Linked DNA regions of Mus musculus: regions 1 and 3 are each linked to region 2. Evidence: chromatin contacts called from public Hi-C and Micro-C data. All regions are on one chromosome and are shown on one strand. Each heading gives the region's core, a stretch centred on a gene start, on an enhancer-like site or on the middle of the called end of the contact. The rest is flanking DNA. Distances are from core to core; before and after follow the strand shown.

Region 1 (3,563 bases), core at 217-2,716, 120 kb before region 2:
CATCAACCATAACAAGCTACGCAAATGCAGACCAGTGTGACTTTAAGTTGTTTGCTGTCCTGCTGGCACATCATGTGGCTTTCCACTGAGATGCAAGGAGGGGTTCCGAGAGTAAGCTGCTGCACCACTCCCTTCTCGGAAAGGGATGCCAGACCATCAGCAGAGCTAAGGAGGCTGGAGAAAGGCTGTATATCCTATGCATGTGTGTGAATTGGGAAACTCCTCTGTAACCACAGGCTGACCAACATCAGTTTAATTGCTTCCAAGCACAAAAACATCCAAAGCCGCTTCTTTGATCTAAAATTGTTTCTCAAGTCCCACAAAGTAAATGGTGGATAACATTGCCTGTCAACAGTGCCAGATACTGCAGCTGTCAAATAATCACCCGCTCTGTTCAAATGTTACAGATTCTCCTATAACCTGGTCACCATGAAGAACATCGATGGTGATGGTGAGATGACCAAAGGGAAGACCACCTGCCAGAGTTGCAGATGAAGGATAGGTTTAAGGGTCTTTAGAGAAGCAGGAACTTCGTCATTCATTATTTTCTGAGTTCCCTGAAGATCTGTGAGGTTGTTACCATCACACCCAGTCTTCAAGCAGAGAAAACTAAGAACAAGGAACATGAGAGAAATTGCTGAAGATACAACAGTTCTAAGAGGATTTATCCAGGATACCAACCGGCCCCACCCCTGTCAGGCATGCTCATCAACACGCTGTCTTGGCTCTCTCTCTCTTACTCCTTAACCACCTTGTGGACTGGAGCCATAGCTTGCATTTGGGAGTTTTTTTCTAGAGGGCAGAGCTCTCCTGAGACTTTCCTTGGGGGATGGGATTTTAGTCGAGCCAGGTCAGCTTCTAGCACTTGATTGGCCTGAGTATCTGGGTGTCAGTTGCTGGCATCTCTGCCCTGCACTTCTCTAGCATTTGAGCTGTGGAGAGCTCCAGCTCACAGTTGACTAACCATGTACTGGCCCAGACTTGAGACAAGAGTCTACTATATTGTTAGGATGGGGAAGGGTCTACCACAGTTTATTCTTCAACACCTACTTTGTTCAAAATTATGATAAATCTCATTGTCTGCAACATTATAAAGAAGACTGATTATCACCAGGCATTAGTATGTTAATCAGCCTATAAATCTGAAACTTAAAGCCATAAGATTGGATTTTTTTCATGAGGACAGTGAAAGTATACTGTAGATTTATACATTATTTTTACCTTCCCCTATAACTAAAGGCTTCGTGTGTACAATGAATGTGTAGAATTACCCAAAAGGGGGGACATAAAAGAAAACTAAATATCAGAAGTGAGGCACATATCAAGAGTTTCCTGGAAGAGACTTCAGATAGAGGAAAGTTACCTGGACAGACTGCTAGAGATTCCCAAATAGGCACATGAACAGAGTGAATCTAGGGAAGCAATCATTCCAGTGAGTCACTCCAGGGAACCAAACACCAGCTCCTATGCCTTCACTTTCCGCATTGTAATCCAAGGTGCCCGTAACCACACAGCTGTCATACAAAGAAAGGCAAGCCAGATCAATGACTGCACGTTGCTTACACAGAAAGTGAAAAGGAAACTAGAATATAGGGATGATGCCCAGTGGTAGAAGACTTGCCTATCATGATGTCTTCTTTTCAAACCCTTGGACCAGAATATTAATTAATTAATTAGTGAACGTATTAACTAGTTAAAGTGACAAGTAAGAAGATGCAGTAATTATAAAAAAGAAGGAACACTGGAAAGAAAATTACAAGACAACAGAGAAATTAAATAAGTCTAGAGCTAGTTACTTGAAAACATTGCTAAAACTGATAAAGCCCTACCCAGACAATCAAAAACTAAAACAAAAAAGAGAAGGTATTGTTTACTAATAAAGATGGTCATGGAAGAAGAATCAGGGTGGATTAAAAGCACAAGGACATTAAAGCACAAGGGAATTCAGTGAAAATAGCATGTTAATACATTAAACGGTCTGCATAAATTGGACAAGTTCATGTCAGGAAGGAACCATCAAAATTAACACAGAAAGAAACACATAAAAATGATATTTAAAGCTACTAAAGAAATTGAATTTCAGTTAAAAATTTCCCCCAAAGAAAGTGCCAATCCCAAATTACTCTACTGCTAAAGTTATAGCAAGCATAGAAAAAATAATGACGAGTTACTAATACCACAAATAAACTATGATCGGTTCTTGTCATATGCACACTTAAGACTGAAATAAGAATCTTTTTATACATAATTTTATGAAAAGACACAAATAAAGTGGAATTAGCTTTATATATTAAAAGTTGCTAAATATAACTTGTGAGGAAAATTTTAAATCTGTATAGTCATACATTTTTTTGTAAATTGAATCTGTAATGTATAAATTCTTTGACAAAATAAGTTTTGGTCTAAGATGATGAACCTACTAAAATATGTTTAGAATGTGTGCCACGGACCTCACATAAGCTCAAAAGGCAGAGCAGAAATAATTCCTTTCTGAGTCATTCTTATGAGAACAAATTATATTGACACAACAACCCGGAAAATATATTTCAATAGTTGTGGTACTGACTGATATCCTTAAAAATCAAATGAAATTTCTTTGAAATGCATTTGAAAAATCAAAGATGAATATAGGAAAAATCATATCTTGTGATCAAGTGGGATTTATTCCAGGAATACAAATTGGGTTATAGACTGAGAAATAAATCAGTATAATTCAGGGCACTGAAAGAATAGAGGGTGGAAAATTATATAACTGTCTCATATATGCAAGAAATACAGCTGATAAAATTTAATATTGATTTGTGGCATTAAAAAACAAACAGTGGTAATTTAGAAGTAGAAGATATATGGTTCCATTTATAAAGTCTAAGAACAGGTAAAAATTAATATATGACTAGAAAACTCATAAAATGGCTTATGGTGGTGAGAGCTGAGGCTGTCACCTGGGCCAGGGAGGATTCCAGAAAAGACATGGGGGAGATAAGCGCAAAGAAGGAGCTTTGGGTGGTGAATATAGGAATGTGCTATTGTCACATAGAAGTTGGGAGTAGAACAGAGGCCACTAGGAGACAAGAAGGGGGCTAGAGGGTAGACCATGGGAATCAAAAGCAGTTGGAGGCAGGGACGTAGTTCTGTGTTGGAGCACCATATGGCAGCTATACTGCATTTCAGAATAACCAGAGAACACTTGAAAGCTTCCCAGCACACAGACACAGTTGAGGACATGGAGATGCTAATTCCTCTGGCCTGACCACCACTGATTGCATACTTGTGTTAAACTGTAAGATCCCCTCAAAAAAATGCAAATACTATTCCAACCAGAAAATTAAAACGGCTCATCAGAACAAACTCTCAAGGCCTTAGTATGTCATTATGCCATTAAGTAGTGTGCATGTACAGACCCTACACATGCACATACACACGCACACCCATACACACACAAATGCACACTCATTGATCACCTGTAAGAAAAAAATCTATTGTTGAAAATTAGAAGGATGGAAGTGGCAACAACATAATTTCCAGCGCCTCCCAACTTCGTACATTGAATAGAATTGAAGGAA
Region 2 (3,307 bases), core at 130-2,629:
TTATTAGGAGGCAAGGAAGAGGTGGACTATCAAATCGCCTCTCCTGCTGTGTGTGAGTCAAATGTCCTGACAGGAGGCAACTTGGAGAGTGGCAGAGGTGGGGGCGGGGGGAGGGGGCACTTGGACTTGAGTTCCACCTTGCAAGAATGGGGGAGGGAATGAAGGAGCAATGGTGTACTACTTTCTGGTTCTCCGGTTCCCCTTACCACTAGGATTCCCCCCTCCCCCTTCATTTCTCTTGGACCGCAGTTGAGCAAAATCTAGATGCTCTGACCACTGTAAAATCTGAGAGAATCAGCTCGGATCAAGTGTGTGTGTGTGTGGGGGGGGAATCTAATGAATAGCTAAAATAATCTACAAATAAGACCCTTGCCTCCACCCTGAGATCTTTTCCTCGAATGAATCTAGCGGTTGTGCAAGAGAGCGTCGCTACTTTCGGGGAGTCAGGAAGGGGTGCCTTGCTTGCCCTTTCTTCTGGGCAAATTGTTTTTGTACAAAGCGGCGAGTGCTGGGCAAATGCTCAGCTCCAGGGTCGGCTCCTACCTTGAAAGAAAGGGGTGGAGAAGTTAGGGAGTGTGTAGAACGTGGGGCTTTGGCTCATACCTCTCCTTTTCTTTCACGCACACTCTGCGCACACGCAAACCACCCCTTCCTCGGTTGCTTAGCACTCCCACCCTCACCGTACCTCAGCAACTTAACCTCCCTAGACAGCTTGAACTAACTGTGCCTTGTGAGCTGCCCCCAGGACTGAGGAGTTCGAGGGCAGGCAAGCAACTGTTCATGCGCAGATTCCTGTTGTTGTGAGGGCCTGGGGGGGCTGGGGGGGGGCTTAATAGGGGGTGGAGAGAGATCCAAAGACAGAAGGGTCTGAGGTTTGGAGACAGAGTTTAAGGTTGAGGTTCAAGCTTTCCTGAGCCAAGGGGCAAGAAAGGCCTTCATCTGCCTAGTTAGAAAGAAAGAAAGAAAGAAAGAAAGAAAGAAAGAAAGAAAGGAAGGAAGCCTTAAAAGAAAAAGTTCAAGAATAAGACAGATCGAAGATATTTACGTGTAAAATATAATGATAAATCAAACGTTTTTTGTTGGCTCCTTCTCCCCATCTCTAAAAGGGAAGGTCAAAAGAGGGGATAATGAAGAGTAGGCTATTTTGAGAGGGCTTATTTGTTGTTTGTTCGTTCGTTTGTTTTCCTTTGAAGTGGACTAGGAGAAATGACTAGGTCTTCCCATTGGTCTCGAGAGCAAACTCCAAAATGCCAGGGAGCGGGCCTGCAAGTCACTGCGGGCGGGGCTAGGGGGCTTGGCGCGGAAGGGGTTAAGGCGCTGAGCGCGGAGCCATCTGGCCGGGTTGGCTGGTTATAACCGCTCAGATTATGTTCACGGGACTCAGAGTTGAAGGCTCCTCTCCTTACCCAGCAGCTCCGCGCACCGCCCCGCGAGATAGCCCGGCGCAACTTTCTTCCCTCTTTCTTTCTTCCCCTCGTTTTTTCCCACCGCTGGGTAGTGGCTGCGGCAGGGGTGGGCGAGACTGAATGACCGAACTCGAGTCCACCTTTCTCTTCATGTCGACGTCCCTGGAAATAGTCACACGGATGCCATGGTTACTTCTGCCACGGTAAGGGGACGTGGCGGGCACGTTGGGTGGGCAGGTCCCGGAGGGGGTGGGGGAATCGCGTGGGGGAGATTTTCTTGGGGATCCGCGTGGGGGGCCCCAATTCTGCACCCAGCCCCACCCCCATCGCGCAACACGCTAACTTTTCGGTTCTTGTGCCTTCCCCAAAGTTTGAGCTCGAATCTGCCCAGGCCTAGGCGCAATTACCACCACCCTCCTTCCACATGCATGCACACTTGTGCGCGCGTGGATATGGCTCTCCTCCTCCTCCTCCTCCTCCTCCTCCTCCTCTTTTCTCTAGTCCCCTGGCTGCTCAAGAAACCGCCCTCAGTCTGGGAAAGTGATCAGGTTTAACAAACCTGCATTGGGAAGGGAAGGAGGTGGAGGCGAGGGAAAATGGGGACCACGAAAAGGCAAGAAAGGGATTCTGGACATCACCATCCTACTCCACCTCATGCATACACACCTCCGACCCTCCTATCTGGTTCCCCCAGAAGACTCCCGCGCATCCTATAATAAAAGCGGGTAGCAGACAAAAATGGGGCTTGGAAGAGACCAGGATCCCGGCTTGTGCCCTGCACCCCGCTGGCCACCGGGCAACGTTCATCAGCTCCAACACACAGCCCGGCAGGGCGTGGGCTGGGGGAGGGGCTGCAAAGCTCAGGACCCGCACCGTCACTTCTCAGGTTGGGGGGAGTTGGGACTTAAGCCCAACAGTGCGTATCTGCGTTGTTGTCCCACATAAAGCTTTTTCTCTGAGAGGGTCCCTAGCTCTGGGCTACTCTGGCCAGCGCCAACCCAATGGCTTCCCACCCTGGGTCTTCGCGCAGATGTTGGAGCTAGCGCTCAGCCTGTGGGTCTGGGACCCGGCCATGGAACGGTGGGTACCGGGGTGGGGCCATCGGTAGGGATTTGGTGCCAGTTTCTCGGAGTCCTTTTTAGGGTTCCCACCCCCGCCCCAAGAGGTAGTATGGGAAGGGTCCAGAACATCAGAGACCCTCAGAGTTAGGTCGGAGTTAAAAGAACACATAGCAAACTGGACTGTTTCCTGCTGCCACCAAGGCGCTCTGCACAGTGGTGGATACTTCTAATGAAATTTGGCACTCTTGAAGGTGTGGAATGGGAGGGCTGGGGAGGACTTTTTTCCTTGTCGCTTTCGGGAGTGAGTGGGTGTGCATCCAAGAGGCGCTACTGCTTTGCGCAATTTTGGCGTTCTTCCGCGGCGTTCAGATGCACCTTCCTGGGACTCCAGCACCGAATGGTGTGGACACAGTTGATTAGAGAGGTCGCAGGCGGGAACTGGAATCGAGGCTCCCGTATTCCAGGTCTGGGAAGCACCCACCGGATTGACCCCGACCTCTGGCGGCCGGCGGGTAGCAGGTTGAGAGTCTGAGTGGCGGCTGCTCTAGGACGCGGTCCCAGCCAGAGCAGGCGGCTTGCTAGCTAGTGAGCTGGAGCCCCTGAGCCGGGACTTGTTTATGAGTGTGAAGAGGTTGGGGGCGGGGACCTGCTGGGGGAGGGGAAGGGAGACTGTAAGGGTGGGTGTTACTCGCAGAGTCTGAGGCTGGAAGTTCTGTGGGTTTAAGGAGTGTGTTGACAAACCTGCTTTTCAGTAAAGTGATGTCTTTCCACTACAAACCAGCGGCCGAGGAAATATGTAAGGACACTTCCCTAAACGTTAGTTGTACCGGGGAGCTTTAC
Region 3 (3,434 bases), core at 888-3,387, 76 kb before region 2:
GATTAAAGGCATAGTGGCACACACCTTTAATCTGGGCTACACCTTCTGCTAGAGACCTATATAAGGACATTGGAAGAAGGAAGACACTCTCTCTCCTTCACCTGCTTGCCCTGTGGGACAGAGCAACTGCTAGATCCTTGGACTTCCATTCACAGCTGCTGCTGACCATTGTTGGGAGTTGGACTGCAGACTATAAGTCATCAACAAATTCCTTTACTATATAGAGACTAACCATAAGTTCTGTGACTCTAGAGAATCCTGACTAATATAATTATCAACTGAATCTGCTAGTGGTATTATAATGCTAAAGCCAGATGTGTAAACCTTAGGAGAACCTTTGCCTTCAGCACACTTTGATTTCTGGCTTATTATAAATCCAAACTAGTGCATTCAGGAGGAACAAGGAGTTCGAACTCAGAATAGGAGCAAAGGAGTAAAATCTAGTTTGTTAAGAAAGATCTAAAGGTCATTTAACAAGCAACTAGTGGACAGCCATTATTTGGCCAGCACTGGGAGCACACTGGTACATAACATAGGCAGGGCAATGCCTGCTGGGGTGCAGAGTTCAGGCCTGGATACATAGCAGTCCATAAATCACTAATTATAACTGGTGATGAGTGATGTGCTTGAGAACAAGGATCAACGGCCAAGGACACCACACTTCAGTTTTCAGAGTTCAGCAGTGTCTGGAATGTAGAAACAGAAACCAAGGCTTCAGCCTTTCCATTCCACATCCACCAGACAAAGCTTTGCCCCAGTGGAGATTTCTGAGTGGAGACAGCAGGGACATTGTACCTTGTGGAGGGGCTTATATACCTTTAGTTACGTGCAGAAACCTTGCGGTTGTCTTCTTCTCCCCTTCTGGTCTAGATCTTGTAAGGTCCAGCCTTCCTGATCATTCATTAAGAAGTTAATGTATGGAGAGGAAGGACCTTGAAGAAGTGGTGGCAACATGGATAAGAAAATTTAACTAGTTCAATTTGAGCAAAGTGACTGGTTCTTTCTAAGCATGGGTCTCTTTTTAGTAGATAGTGACCTCTTTAGCTAGACACGCAAATGTGACTGAAATGCCCTCATCTGTGATGCTGGGCAATTCCAAGACTAAGACAATGATAGAGATCCTTCTCTTCTGAAACATGCTTCTATTTCTTGGGGACAGTGATGGTTAGTGTTCATTGTCAATTTAGTGGAATCTAGAATCACCTAAGACATGAGCCTCTAGGCATATCTGTGAAGAATTATCTTGACTAGTTTGATCAATATGGGAGGACCCTCTCACTGTCAGTGCATCATCTCATGGGCTGAATGCAAAGTTGAACACTAGCCTTCACTGTTTCTCCATCTTTTCTATGGATGAAATGTGATCAGTTGCCTCTGTCTGGCTGTGATTTCCTTACAGCAATGAACTATAATCTGGATTTGAGAGCTAAAATAAACCATTTCTTTCCCCAGTTGCTATTGTTGGAGTATTTTCATCATAGCAACTGGAAAAGAACCTAAGGCAAGGATCTTAATTTAATAGAATGAAACACAGAATCTTGAAGGAATAGACGAAGATTTTGCAACACTTTTGAGTATGGAGAGACCCACATATATTGAAAGATATGACAAAAGATCAAGTCAGGTTGGAAGGGTATGACCTTGTTAACTGAATACCTATAGGTCAGGAAGGCACATAACATTACTCTGCTTCCCAATAACATACTGGGGGGGGGGTGATGTCCAAAGGACCAGTAATTTCAAAACAGTTTCCACCCCAAATTAGGGACTCAAAAATGCCACTAAGAAGAACACAGGCTAGTGTCAGTGCTTAGGGTTTTGCCTCAGGTGAAAGATGCTATTTCACCAGGGATATCAGTTATTCATCCACAAATGTGATTGCAGGGTTGCCTGCTAATATTCCCTTCAGTCAGAGTCAGTCAGAAACATTAGGAAAAAAGCCCCTGACCTGGGAAAGAGTAGCACTAAGGAGTAAGGTAGAGGATGAATCTGTCAACCTCAGGGGGAGCAGGGTCCCTGCATGAAAGGGCATAGTGTACTCTGACACAGTGCCTGCTACTTCCCATGGTATAAACACTATCATTACAGTGGAGCCAGGCATGATGGCAACTGGCTCACACAATTCCTGGAAATTAACAGTTGGCTCATGGTTGCTACTGGGTGAATTCTGTCCCTAGAACAGTGTCCAGGTCACAAAGAGCAGACAAGGCATATTGAGCAAAGTGTGCCAATGCAGACCCCTCCAGTGTTGGTGGTTAGAAGTTCTTGTACCCTGTTGAGGTTCTCACGGTTGGAGAGCAGGAGGTGAGTGGAGGAGGTGAGTAGGGCCCGGGTAACCCAGGTAAGCCTGGGTGGGACTGAAATTACATCAAGTAAAGAGTTCAGTGGGCCCCCTAATTAGGCTGAATCTCCCATATGCCTTTTGAAACCATCATGCAGAGAGGCAATTCCATCAACAATAGCATAAAAGAAATTCTAAAATGAACACTGCTCATATCCCTAAAGCAAGCAAGCTTCTTCCTATGGGGCCACCCACTTGAAGACAATGCCCTGGTATCACACAGGAGAGAAAGTGACAATGAGAAGCAGGGAGGGTGAGGCCAGCTGTTCCCCTGAGTGGGGGAGGCAGGGACAGGCATGGTTATTAAAAGCTCCATGACATACTTTGGCTTTGGTGGTGAGGTTATGTCTCAACCCATGGGATCACTCCCTCCAGGGCAGATTGGGAAGACAATAGTGGCAGCCTGGTCGAGTTATTCATGTCCATGGGGCCTAATCCTGCTACATGTGTTGTCCCTTTGATAAGGCCCTGCCTTGTGTCTCTAAGCTTGACTCTGTAGTTCTTGACATTGTGGAAAAAATGAATCTCAGCTCTGAGCAGAATTGAGGATAGTGTGGCTATGGTGTTCGATCGCTACAACCCACATAAAAAGCTTACTTGGTGACACTGTAATCCCAATGCTTGAAAGGAAGAGACGGGCAAACTCCTGGGGCTTGCTGGACAGCCAGCCTAACCTAGTAGCTCAATAGGAGATCCTGCTTCAAAAGTCATGGTGAAAGGCACATGAGGAACAGGAACCAAACTTGACCTCTGGCCTCTACATACATACACATGCACAAGTTAACATGCATCCAAAATCATTATTGTACACACACACATACACACACACACACACACACACACACACACACACACACACAGAGAGAGAGAGAGAGAGAGAGAGAGAGAGAGAGAGAGAGAGAGAGAGGCACAGACATAAACACAATGACATGAAGACATATAGGAACAGGCACACACACACATATACACACAGAGAGAGAGAGAGAGAGAGAGAGAGAGAGAGAGAGAGAGAGAGAGAGAGAAAGAGAGAGAGAAAGAGAGGCACAGACATAGACACAATGACATGAAGACATATAGGAACAGGCACACACAC

The links. A called contact is a pair of places that touch in the nucleus more often than the background predicts.
Region 1: a contact with region 2 is called in a Micro-C map of embryonic fibroblasts, with 2.9 times the contacts expected there. The contact joins the enhancer-like site here to the promoter of Ntf3 in region 2. A contact is called at or near these places in 4 of 484 Hi-C or Micro-C datasets (cerebellum, embryonic fibroblasts and nephron progenitors) and 2 of 9 other capture datasets (adipose tissue and liver).
Region 3: a Hi-C map of myocytes shows a contact between it and region 2, with 2.4 times the contacts expected there. The contact joins the enhancer-like site here to the promoter of Ntf3 in region 2. A contact is called at or near these places in 2 of 484 Hi-C or Micro-C datasets (cortical neurons and myocytes) and 2 of 9 other capture datasets (adipose tissue and liver).

Annotation. Positions count from the first base shown.
Region 1 is chr6:126,285,299-126,288,861 of GRCm38.p6, reverse strand. Gm10415 (predicted gene 10415) reads left to right here. Exons shown (of 4, transcript NR_045480.1): 4 at 1-2,213. Among named protein-coding and RNA genes, the nearest start is that of Gm10415, 42 kb to the left of the region's middle. Within about 2 kb of position 1,466, at least 6 of the 459 cell types and tissues checked have an H3K27ac peak or open chromatin away from gene starts, as enhancers often do. A contact at or near this core is called in embryonic fibroblasts, where this site is marked.
Region 2 is chr6:126,163,032-126,166,338 of GRCm38.p6, reverse strand. It overlaps Ntf3 (neurotrophin 3), which reads left to right and starts at 1,379. Exons shown (of 2, transcript NM_001164035.1): 1 at 1,379-1,609. The coding sequence starts at 1,592.
Region 3 is chr6:126,239,659-126,243,092 of GRCm38.p6, reverse strand. No RefSeq gene overlaps it. Among named protein-coding and RNA genes, the nearest start is that of Ntf3, 76 kb to the right of the region's middle. Within about 2 kb of position 2,137, at least 2 of the 459 cell types and tissues checked have an H3K27ac peak or open chromatin away from gene starts, as enhancers often do. A contact at or near this core is called in myocytes, where this site is marked.